Linked DNA regions of Gasterosteus aculeatus: region 1 is linked to region 2. A link is a contact called in public Hi-C data. All regions are on one chromosome and are shown on one strand. The core of a region is the stretch at or near the end of the contact, and the rest is flanking DNA. Distances in the headings are between cores, read along the strand shown.

What was found. A called contact is a pair of places that touch in the nucleus more often than the background predicts.
Region 1: a contact with region 2 is called in a Hi-C map of skeletal muscle, with 3 times the contacts expected there. The contact joins the promoter of syne1a here to the enhancer-like site in region 2. A contact is called at or near these places in 3 of 6 Hi-C or Micro-C datasets (skeletal muscle and whole body).

Annotation. Positions count from the first base shown.
Region 1 is chr18:9,038,227-9,043,651 of fGasAcu3.hap1.1, forward strand. syne1a (spectrin repeat containing, nuclear envelope 1a) reads right to left here and starts at 3,654. Exons shown (of 147, transcript XM_078093108.1): 1 at 3,257-3,654. The coding sequence starts at 3,323.
Region 2 is chr18:8,958,408-8,963,802 of fGasAcu3.hap1.1, forward strand. syne1a (spectrin repeat containing, nuclear envelope 1a) reads right to left here. Exons shown (of 147, transcript XM_078093108.1): 86 at 5,152-5,334; 87 at 4,873-5,010; 88 at 4,416-4,601; 89 at 3,901-4,023; 90 at 3,522-3,704; 91 at 2,648-2,791; 92 at 536-766. Among protein-coding and RNA genes, the nearest start is that of esr1, 44 kb to the left of the region's middle. Within about 2 kb of position 3,599, at least 7 of the 9 cell types and tissues checked have open chromatin away from gene starts, as enhancers often do.

The DNA of each region.
Region 1 (5,425 bases), core at 2,404-4,903, 80 kb after region 2:
GGGGAGAGGGGGGCATCAAAGCTATTTTTAACCCCATGTGTTTTATTTGTGTGTGTGTGTATGTGTGTGTGTGTGTGTGTGTGTGTGTGTGTGTGTGTGTGTGTGTGTGTGTGTGTGTGTGTGTGTGTGTGTGAAGCTGTTTTACCCAGAGCCGCGGACGATAAATGGTGGTGTCAGAACTAAACAGGAGGCTGGCAGGGCTCAAGGTGACCGTCTGCTTGGTCCTTCCTTGGCTGCGGCCGAACCATAATGTCGCCCCTGGCAACAGGATGTCACCCTGGAACTGTGCCAACGTGAGGATTTGTGCCAGTCCCACCAGCAATCAGGAGCTTAAAAACGTGTGTGTGTGTGTGCTGTCTCTGTTTTTCTCTCAATCCCTCCCTACTTCCCTGCTTTACCGCTTTCTTTCTTATTTCATCCATCAATATGCTGCCGACTGCCTTTGCTCTCTTTTTTCACCGTTCTTCCTGCCCAGCATCCGCTTTGATCAACAATTACAGAAAGTGACAATAGAAAATTGCATTGCCAAGCATAATACAATACGCAAAGCTATATTGTTTGAGAAACTCAATCTGCTGCAATGTCCTTCTGAATTATTGGATCAAAAGCCAATTGCAAGTATAGAATAGCACATAGACTACTCTCACAAAACTCACACAGAGACTCGGCAAAGTCGTCCGCGTGGTGAGATAGCAGTTGGTAGAACCCAGAGGTGTGGGTGGGAATGAACGCGAGGAATTGAAATAGGAAAAACGATGCATTGCTTTTCTCATTAATGAGAGACAACAAAACGGGCAAATTCCACAGCATATGGAGGAGTTCAGGCTGGGAGGTGTTCAAAGCGAACTCCGCGTTCTCTACCATATGGTGTCACTAATTGCTGTTTTTTTCCCGCTGCAAAATAGAGGTACACCAAAAGAGACGGTTAAAAGATGAAAAGCACCAACCCATAACTGGGGCAAAAGTTTTGATGTCGCGCTGAGTGGTTACTTACAGCTTCTAAATTGAGCCTGAGGGGTGTACAGTTTATTTCATAGTTGCTGGTGATTTGTGGAAGCGGCTAATTTGAGAACATCATCTCAAGAGAGGAGGAACAATATATGCTAATTTTATCAGGCTTTAAAATACATAAATAACTGTATTGTATTACCTTTATCTGACACTCCAGTGTTTAGAAATAAGATCATATTGAGGTTCACGGATAAAGTGAAAATAACATGTCAATGCAGTCAATTTGCGAACACATATCCCACTGGAGAATTACTAGCTAACCATGGGAAGTGAATAGCAAGCCACCCTGAACAAAGGGGACATTGATTTAATTTAGAGATCTAATTTGCCACAAAGCTCATGTCTACCTAAAGAAGCACTGCACGATACCAAAGACAACAAACACATGCTCATGATAGCCTTAAATTAGCTCATATTATGTTCTCTTTGGTGTTTCTCTTTGATTCAGACAGAACACGTTGATGATATCATCACAGGTTCAGCGCTCGTCTCCCAGGAGACTGATGCAAACCAGAGGTGTGGTGGACTCATTTTATATGGCAAAATGAGTGATTTGTATGAAAAGGAAAACATTGCTGAAATAAAGCTAATCAGATGACACCACAGGACGCATGTGAGACGTGTACATCTCTACTCGATACTACAAGCACGCCATTTAATAGCCTTTATATTCTCTGTTGTTCGGGCAAATGTTTAAGCAGTACTTTGGACCCTCAATCCATCCTTCCGTAAGCATCACCACGGCAACAAGACCATTATTATCTCAAAGGCTTGTATGACACCAGACAGTGAGAGTAAAGCAGGAAAGAGACCGTTTGTGATGTAATTAGATGATGTGGACGGACCCTCGTCCATAGTATTTTTGTCACACAAGCCACAGTTGGGACAGAGCGGCTTCATTTATGTAATTTAGTGTCTTGTAGTGTTAAATGATAGTCCTGAATTTATGCATAATTACTACATATTCTGCATAGATTAAATATTACGCAGCTTCCAAAAAAAAAACACTATTTTTTTGTGTGTGAATTATATCCTTATTCATAAATAATAGTTGTTCGGCAGTGCAATGTGATAAATCATCTGATTCTCTGATCGGTCCTTGCACAGGAGAGACATCTTCTGGGGGAGCTTCTAAAATTAGATCAATCGGTGTGCACCAACACCTGCACACAGTGATGCAGAGGAGCCACGTGGCTGCTGATGCTGTTCTCAGCTTTCACAGAAACTGCCACCTCAGAAGCCACACAGGGAGCAGCCATGTTGGATCCCAGTTCCGGTGTCAGCTGACTTTCCTGCTACTTTGCAAGTATCATAAATCTTATCATGAGGGATGTATGACGCCACACAGGGATACATTGTTGTATGGTGGTGAAACGGCTAAGAAAAAATACACGCTCTTTGTTTGACTTGCAGGAAAATGAAAAACATGAAAAAATATTTAGATCTGCTGCAAATACGGTGTTCAAATGAAAGAAATAGTTAGAACAGAAATAGAGATAAGAGCAAAATGAATTGCTGGTTTGGATGCATCATGAGTATTTTTTTTAAATGGCTGTTATTCCCCCAGTGAGTGTGAAGTGTCCACATCAAGGAATGGACTTCACCCTGTCAGCTTCAGCTTCTCTGGGGATTAGCTATTCTATTGTCTGCTTCCCAGTCTATCCACAAACAGAAAGACATAATGTGCATGTGCACACATGTGCACACAAAAACACACACAGCAGGTTTGTGAATAAAATACAACAACCGAATCTCTCACACGCTGGTTCATTCAATCTACTTAGTTACTGGTCCTATTCCCGCTAAAGAATATTCTGTAAGGCATTAAATCTACCATACTGCAGAGTTCTACGATGCATGCATCTGCATTAACGATCAAAAAGCAAAAAACAAACTCAACAGAAAATAAAGCCATGTGCTGTGAGACACTGCATGTTAGACTAAACGTAATTGATTCTAACGTATAAATATCCAATGTGCTTGAGCACTGCACGCTGTGATATTTGCATGTCCAGTTCTGTCATGCCCTTCACGTAGCACACGTTTATCAGCTATTTGAACTCGAGCAGAACAAGGTAACACTCATAGGCAGAAAAGGTAACATACACATAGAGCTGTTTTACAGTAACAGTAAATCTCTCCAGCTCACACGGTTTTGCTGTGTCATGCCAAGCACTAGGTCACCCCTAAAAACGCTGCAGAACCGAGGTGGAGGGTTTTGAGTGAGTAAGCATTTTACACCTACCTTGCAGCTTCTGCATCACATTGGTAATATCCCGCGTGGAGTGTCCATAGCGCCTGGGTGATGCCATGCTGCTGACCCGAGATCATCTAAATCACGTCCCAACTTCGGTGCGTCACCCTGGCAAGTCTCTGATGCTGATCAGGACTCAGACTAAGCCGCAGTAGTTTGGCACTCCCCACTGACTGCAGGCTGTCAAAGCTGAATCCTGTCCATGTTGCATGCTGCGTTGGTGTTTTCAAGTCATCGGACTTGCAGCAGTCGTCTGCAATCCTCTCACTCAGAGAAGCTCCTCCCCCCGACGATGATGATGTACGTTCATACTGTACGTGTATGCCAGCAATCACATACAGTATGCATGAGCCCTTTCTACTTCTGCAGTAAAGACAGCTTCCTGGTCTGCTTGTGCTGCCACCTTCTGTCCAATCAGAAGGGATGGCTCTTCCTTCTCACTTCAGGACCAATGGCATGAAAGGAAGCGTCCCGTGCCAACCGGGGCCACTGTAAGATGAAGAAGTGTGGGAGAGAAAGTGTTTGTCAGCAAGCGAGAGACACAACGGAAGATCAGAGGACAGAGTTTGCTGCAGCAGACCTCGCCTTCGAAGACAACAACACATTTCTTACTGGATGTTCATTTACATGAAGCAGTCGTACTGACTATGTTAAAGGATAAATCCATCTTAAAACGGAATTGTCATTGTAATTTCCTTGTGACGAGCATCACGACTGAAATTGATGATCAGGTGATCAGGTTGAGGAAATGTAAAAAATAAGTGTATATTTATATAGATGTATGAATATGTAAAGCAATTTACATACAATGTATGTGTGCATGAATAAATATGTACAGTATGTATGATAGACCAATACGGGACATCTTGATGGATTCAGATGAGTGCTTAGTGGGCTTATTATAGTTATTAAGTGAATTTAAAAATGTAAATTGATGATAAATCGGCGGTTGTAAACTGAATTATGACGTAATTGATAATGTAGTCAACTAAAAACGATTAAGTATTAAGTAATGTTTGATTTGCAATTTTATAAAAGTCCCTATTTGATTTACGATGAATTCCTGTATTATTCGCTTCATCTCATCATTGCCTTCTTCCATTTCAACAACTTTTCTGAAAACTAAGGAGCATTTTAGGCCACAGTGCATTTTCCTTCTAAAATAAAGTGTGACACGTGGAGTTGGAAAGAAAGGCATCGATACGAGTAAACAATCGATCAAAACACACCGCAGCCGATAAAACGTCTCTCCAAAAACTCTGTATCCGCCATTTGCCATCGCACAGCAGATCAATGCCACTCTCTGAAAGGCAGGAGGGAGGTGTGATGAAACACTCGCCTCGGAGCACTTATCACGATGTGTAATCCCATTAGACAAGTCCTTTCATCATCATCTCAGAAGAGCTCAGAGCGGCCTAAAGGGGACCTACACCACTTTGGCCACAGCCTCGGCCAGCAGAGTGAGGGACTCCTCTGTCCCTGACATAAACAAAGTGGGCATAGAAGCTGATAAATTATTATTGATTTCAGATCACCTTCACAATTTGGCCGATGAATGCCACCGACAGAATGCACAGATGCAGGGCATGTTGATTCAATCTGTTGTGATGACGTCGTAGTGCAAGCTGCTTCGAGGATTAATTTATGGAATGGCTTTATGTTAATAAGATGCTGGCATTAGAGCAGGTGAAGGGGGATGTGGGGAGGGCGAAGGAGCTTACGTTATGTACTAAATATGCCATACAGAGGATGATATGCTTACCCAATCGCTAGTGTCGTATGAAAACCAGGAGCAAATCAATTCTCTTGGTAGTTAAAGCTCAACCCACACGGGAACAACTAAATACGCAATGCATCACAATAAATACAAATCTAACCATTTTTGTTGTTGTGTTGTCATAATCAGATGTTCCGACTGTTCAGCCACTGTGATAAATTGTGGGATTCGGTTGGATTTGTTGGCTCCTCTGCAGCACAGACGGACTGCTGATCCCCACATTTTTACGCAGCTCTGGTGGGGGTGACCTCTGCCGCCCGGAGCCCTGCAGGACTGAACGGATTCAGCAGGACAGACAGCAAACATTGCTGCTGCAGTGAGGGGAGACAAAGCACGTGGGTCAATAGAAAATCTTCCTATAGTAGCCGACCCAGTCTCCATTA
Region 2 (5,395 bases), core at 2,349-4,848:
AGCAAAGAGGCTTTGAGAACTAAATCTGAATGAAAGACAGAGAAAGAGAAGGTATTAAGGTAAAAAAGCCCTGCAAGAATCGGGGTAATACGAACTGAAATTACACAGCACAATGTCAGTGCGGCAACACACTAGAGGAGACAGTATAGTAACACTTGCGGTTACATGGACTACAGGATAGATGCACAATTTGAGCCTCTGATTGAGCCTGCTGATCAGAGTTTAATTGCACAGACATAAACGTGTGACCTGTAATTATTACTGTCATCCACAGACACCCTCTAATTTGGGATAACTCTAGGCCAATTCCCATCATGGTGAAATGAGCTCTAAACACCCTCTATAAACTACTAAATGGTACCTGGTGTTTCCTTTTTGCAGTTTTGAGAAGCAGTGGTGTGGACAGAATAGGAGAAAGGATAGAAGCTACACACACACACACACACACAAACATTGCCCTCAAGAGGCATACAGCCATGCGGTACGTCATGAGTTAGTTTGTGGGTGTGTGTCCAAAAGAAGCTGTTCCACTCACCATGACGACAGAGGGGTGTGCTGGAAGCTGCTTGTTGGCCGCACCGTTGGTGGTTGCCAGAGAACCGGGCAGCTCCTCATCACTCAGCTCCTCCATGCAGTCCGAATGGCCGTCCACCTCGTTGACCGTCAGCAGCATGGTGGCGTGTTTGGCTTTCACCGTCAGCATCTTACACTTGGAGTGGAGCGAGGCTATTTGCTCCTGGTAGCTGCGGATCTTCTGGCCCAGCTCCTGTCAAAACATCCCACCATAAAAGACAGAAAACTCCACCACCCTCCGGGGTCAGGAGAGTGTGGTTCAGTCCACAACGGATGATCAATAGTTCCTGGTAAAGTAGGCTGCTGAGAGAGAAAAAAAAGGGGATGGTTGCGTGGGTTCAGCGCGAATGTGGTGCCGGCTTGAGAGTTGACGCAGTCTCTTTCCTCCCCGGTCTCTTGCTTTAGGCTTCACACTGTGTAGGACTGGAAAAGAGAATAGCACTGCCTCACTCTCTCCTTTTGCTCTCTCTTCTGCATCTCCCGGCCAATCGGAGCAGCACAGAGGCGGGTGACTCGGAGCAGCAGTGCAGCCAACAGACAGGATGTTTGGTTGAGAGAGAGAGAGACCCTCGCAGAAATAGTTCAAAATCTCCCAGACACTCCTACTCGTACACATACACGATTGGCAAGAGAAAAACAGGAAGTGATCTCACTGGCTCCACCCCCTTCCCTTCCTCTGCCCAACGCTTTCCTCCTCCAACAATCCTCGAGAGAGATTCTTTTCAACAAAAGGGAGTCGTAAGGAGAGAGGGAGCATTAAGGGAGTAGGACAGCGACAAAGATGGTGTCAAATTACAGCTATGGCATGAGGCGGGTTCCAACTCCTCCTTGCCTCCTCCCCCCTTCCACTCCCTGTGTCCCGCAGATGGTCAATGCACTCATAATCAGGTCATGTGACTAACTGGGCCAGTAGCGCTGCAGCTTTCTGCTCAGCTTAGAGAGCAAACAGACATAAACACACTCCCTTGCTAAGTCACTCTGCGGCACAGAGATTGCAGTAGCAATAAAATACCTACAGACAGCAGGGTCAATATTTTCCCCGTCAAGTAATAGGAATAGATCAAATCTGCCCGAGCCGAGCATATAAAGTTGAAACGCAATAATAAAAGTGTTTGCTTCTGTTTCTTTGCAGGTCTTTGTCTCTCAGTCTGCCACCTCTCTCCTTCCAGCAGGAGATGAAATGCTTTTACACAGCAAAGTTGAACTGCAACCAAAAGCACGGGCCTCGCAAAAAAAGATACACTTCACAAAGAACTTTTTTTCCAAGGAATGCAGACTATCTTTACATGAACCATCAGTTACTGGAGGAATGTTTTTGAGTTGGGCTTGTAGGGGCACAACCCAAGGTTTTTTCACACCTGCCGTATCTGGTGGCAATGATCTGATAACACATTGACATTTGTACTGCAGTATTTAGTCGAGAGTTTATGGTTTTATAGAGGCAACAAACAATCCCTGATTGTTGAATCAATCAACAAAATGGGAAAGAAAATATAAATAAATTGCAGAAAATTATGAATTTGATGCCTTCAGAAACAACACAGGCTGACAAAGGCTCTGACTGCTTCCGTCGTCACGGTTGTCCACGACTACTTGAAGATGTGCAGCATCAGTGCTGCCTTGACTTGATATCTTACACTGTTGCAAAGCACAGGAAATATATTATGATTCAAACATCGGTGCTTGATTTGGGCCTTATTAGAAACGTTTTTAGACAACAGACAATCACCGTCTTGTCAAATGCCAAGTGGCCTCTCTTCTGTTATCCTGGTGATGTGATCTTCTTATCTCCATTACAGTCAATGTCCAGAAACTCTTTATGTCCCTGTTGCTTTGCTGTTATTTCACAGCCTACTTGATGATAACAAGCTGTGCATTTCATCAATAAAGACTAATCATAAACTGCACAATATGGCCAAAAGTGTTGTTCATGATTCCTCATCCTCCGGCTACAGCTTACAATGATATCATAAACAATATTTTGCTTCGAACTTTGTGGAAAGTCAAAACCAGATATAAGTTGTATATGATATATGTTTTAATAACTATATGAGAGAGAATGTTTCTCACTGACCTCATGGTGGTGTATTTGAGCCTGAAGTTCCTGGATATTATTGGTGGAGACGGGTCGGTCCTGGATGATGCGGTGAGCCTCTTCTATTAATCTCTGGAGGTTCTTTACTTCCTGTTCATACTGCTCGTACTGCACCACAGCCTCCTGGGAAGGAGAAATCATAACAAAGAAAGCTTGAAGCCGCATATTTTGTCAAATAATTATAAAATGTGACACATATTACTTTAAGGGAGTCAGTGTCAGACATCATCTCTTCCACCATCTATGTCACAATGCTTTCATGATATCGATTACTATGCACAGTATCACTAAGTGTAACTACATGCATATCCAGTGGGGCATTTGACAGAAGGTGATGAAGACATTATATTCAAATATCTTAAATCCTAAAGGTAGACATCTGAGATTTGCTGCTGTTGGAGTAAAGACACGTTTTAAACACCTCTTCTGTTGATTATGAGATCTCAAAGTCTGCGTAAGCAAAACCTCCAAGATAAAACTTATAATATTGCAGTTATTGATCACACATTTGATCCTCAGAAAAGATCAGACAGACTGACTCTTTGTTTCAAATCTTCAGTTTGGATGAATCATCATTACAATGAGCCCAAAACCAAGGATAGGAGGATAGCAGTGGTCTAATAGGGGCTCGACAAAAACACAGGCATTCCTGAGATGGCCTGTTGGCACGCTGCAGCAGGAGTTTGAGCAACCAGTGGCAAGTCAATGTAGAACTCTAGAACTCCTCCCACAGGGTGACAAATGACCAATATAGATGTCAACCGCTTCGAGGCATGACGATTTTTCAGTTTTTACAGTTCTTATCTTGACAGATCATTTGGTCGTTTTAGGGGGGGACAGAACTGCCCTCTACCTGCAGGATGTTGCACTGCTGGATGGTGGTGTGCTGCAGTTGGCTGGCTTCTTGCTGCAGAATCTGAGCTGTGCGGCAGATAGTCAGGCTGGCCACTACCTCCTCTGGAAGCCGGAGGGCGCTCTGACACTGCTGTACTGCCGCCACCTGCTGCTTGAAGCCCTCCATTTCCACCAGCAGACGCTTATAAGGGAATGGAGGGTTGCAAGAGAGTGAGGAGGAATTGTTGGGTGTGTTAGTAAGCAATGCTGTAATGAGAAGAGTTGCCTCTAAGTTGACGCAGTTTATTACAGTATTTGTAATTGTCTACATGCAAACATACATGTGCAGTATTCTGTTAATGTTGAAATTCTGATCTTTACTAAAACATTTTTATCACCTGTCTCTGTGTGAGCTGCTCTCTGAGGCTGAGTCTGTTGAGGTCTGGCGAGGCAAGTGTGATCTGGATCTGGTCTACAGCAGCATGGAGGATCTTCACCTCCGCCTCCAAAAGCAACATGTCCTGAAGGCAACAAATTACATGTTATATTGTATTTCATGTTATATTCAATTTACATTTGTAACAAAAGTCATGCTATATCTACACTCTAGACCCAGAAATCTATAAAAAAGCACAAAATATTATTATTATACCACGTGTATGGCAATAAGATTACCGTAACAAATTACTGCTGCACGACAAGATAAAGCAGTGGATAAAATTATGATGGTGCAGTACTCATTAATGACCACGGCCACAGGCCACTGTTGTGTTGTTGTCCTTGTTTTGCACCAAAATGTTCTGATTTAAAAAAAAAAAGTAAGTACGTTTCATAATAAAGATAATTTGATGAGGCTAAAAATAATTTTGAGGTGAAGTAGTACTGGTGTCTAAAGGCAGTACGTCGTTCATACCTTTGCTGCATCCTGCAGACTCTGGAGGCGAGTCTTGGCAGTTTGCTGCAGCTCCTCGGTGTGTCTGCTGAGGTGTTTCACCTGCTGGATCCACCCCTCCGTCTGCAACACCTCCCCTAGCTGCCCCTCCCTCTCCCCCATGGCCTCCAAGTCACCATGGAGACCACGGCACTCCCGCAGCAACGCCTGTCACCATAGGAACATACATAGGAACATAAATTACACATCAGACAGAGGAGCATTTTGTGTTGTGTAATTATACTAATTAAGGTCGGCCAACAGTACATGACATTTCACTGAAAATCCAATAAGTGAGAGACCCTAATTAACTGTTAATTTGTGGGGCGTCTTCAGATTAACTAAATTGATATAGGGGATATTAATATTTAATCTTTTGGACAAATAAATATAATTTCTTTCAGAGATATTAAAGCCATCTCTACTGTAGTGTGCTCACCTGGTGTGCTCGAATTTGCTCCTGCATCTGTGACGCAGACCCCCAGATTATACCACCAGTCACCAGAGCTTCTGCCTTCTCTGTCCAGCCCAAAATAAATGCCTTCATACCCCGATATTCCTCCACCTGTCTCTCTGCCTGCTCAGCAAAGGAAGAACAAGACAAACGTTTAAGAATGACAAATATAACACTGTGCACTGTATTTTTGGTTTGTTTATGGGAGCAACATTGTGAACTGACAGAGTCTACATCACATGTTGAACTGAAAGAAAGTCTCACCTTCTTCAGTCTGTTGGCTCTGTCCTGCACCTGCTGCGTGGTGTGCCGCTGCACCTCTGTCAGTTTGGCCACGGCGTCGCCCAGCTGCTTACACAGCAGAGGGTTCTGCTCACCAAACTCCTGCACCACTACTCCTAACTCTGCCACCGAGCGACCACAGCATTGACATTCTTCACAAAGAACCTGCAAGAGAAGGTCAGGGCAAAACGACAGGAGAGAGGAGAGGAAGTCAAGTTGAGAAAAA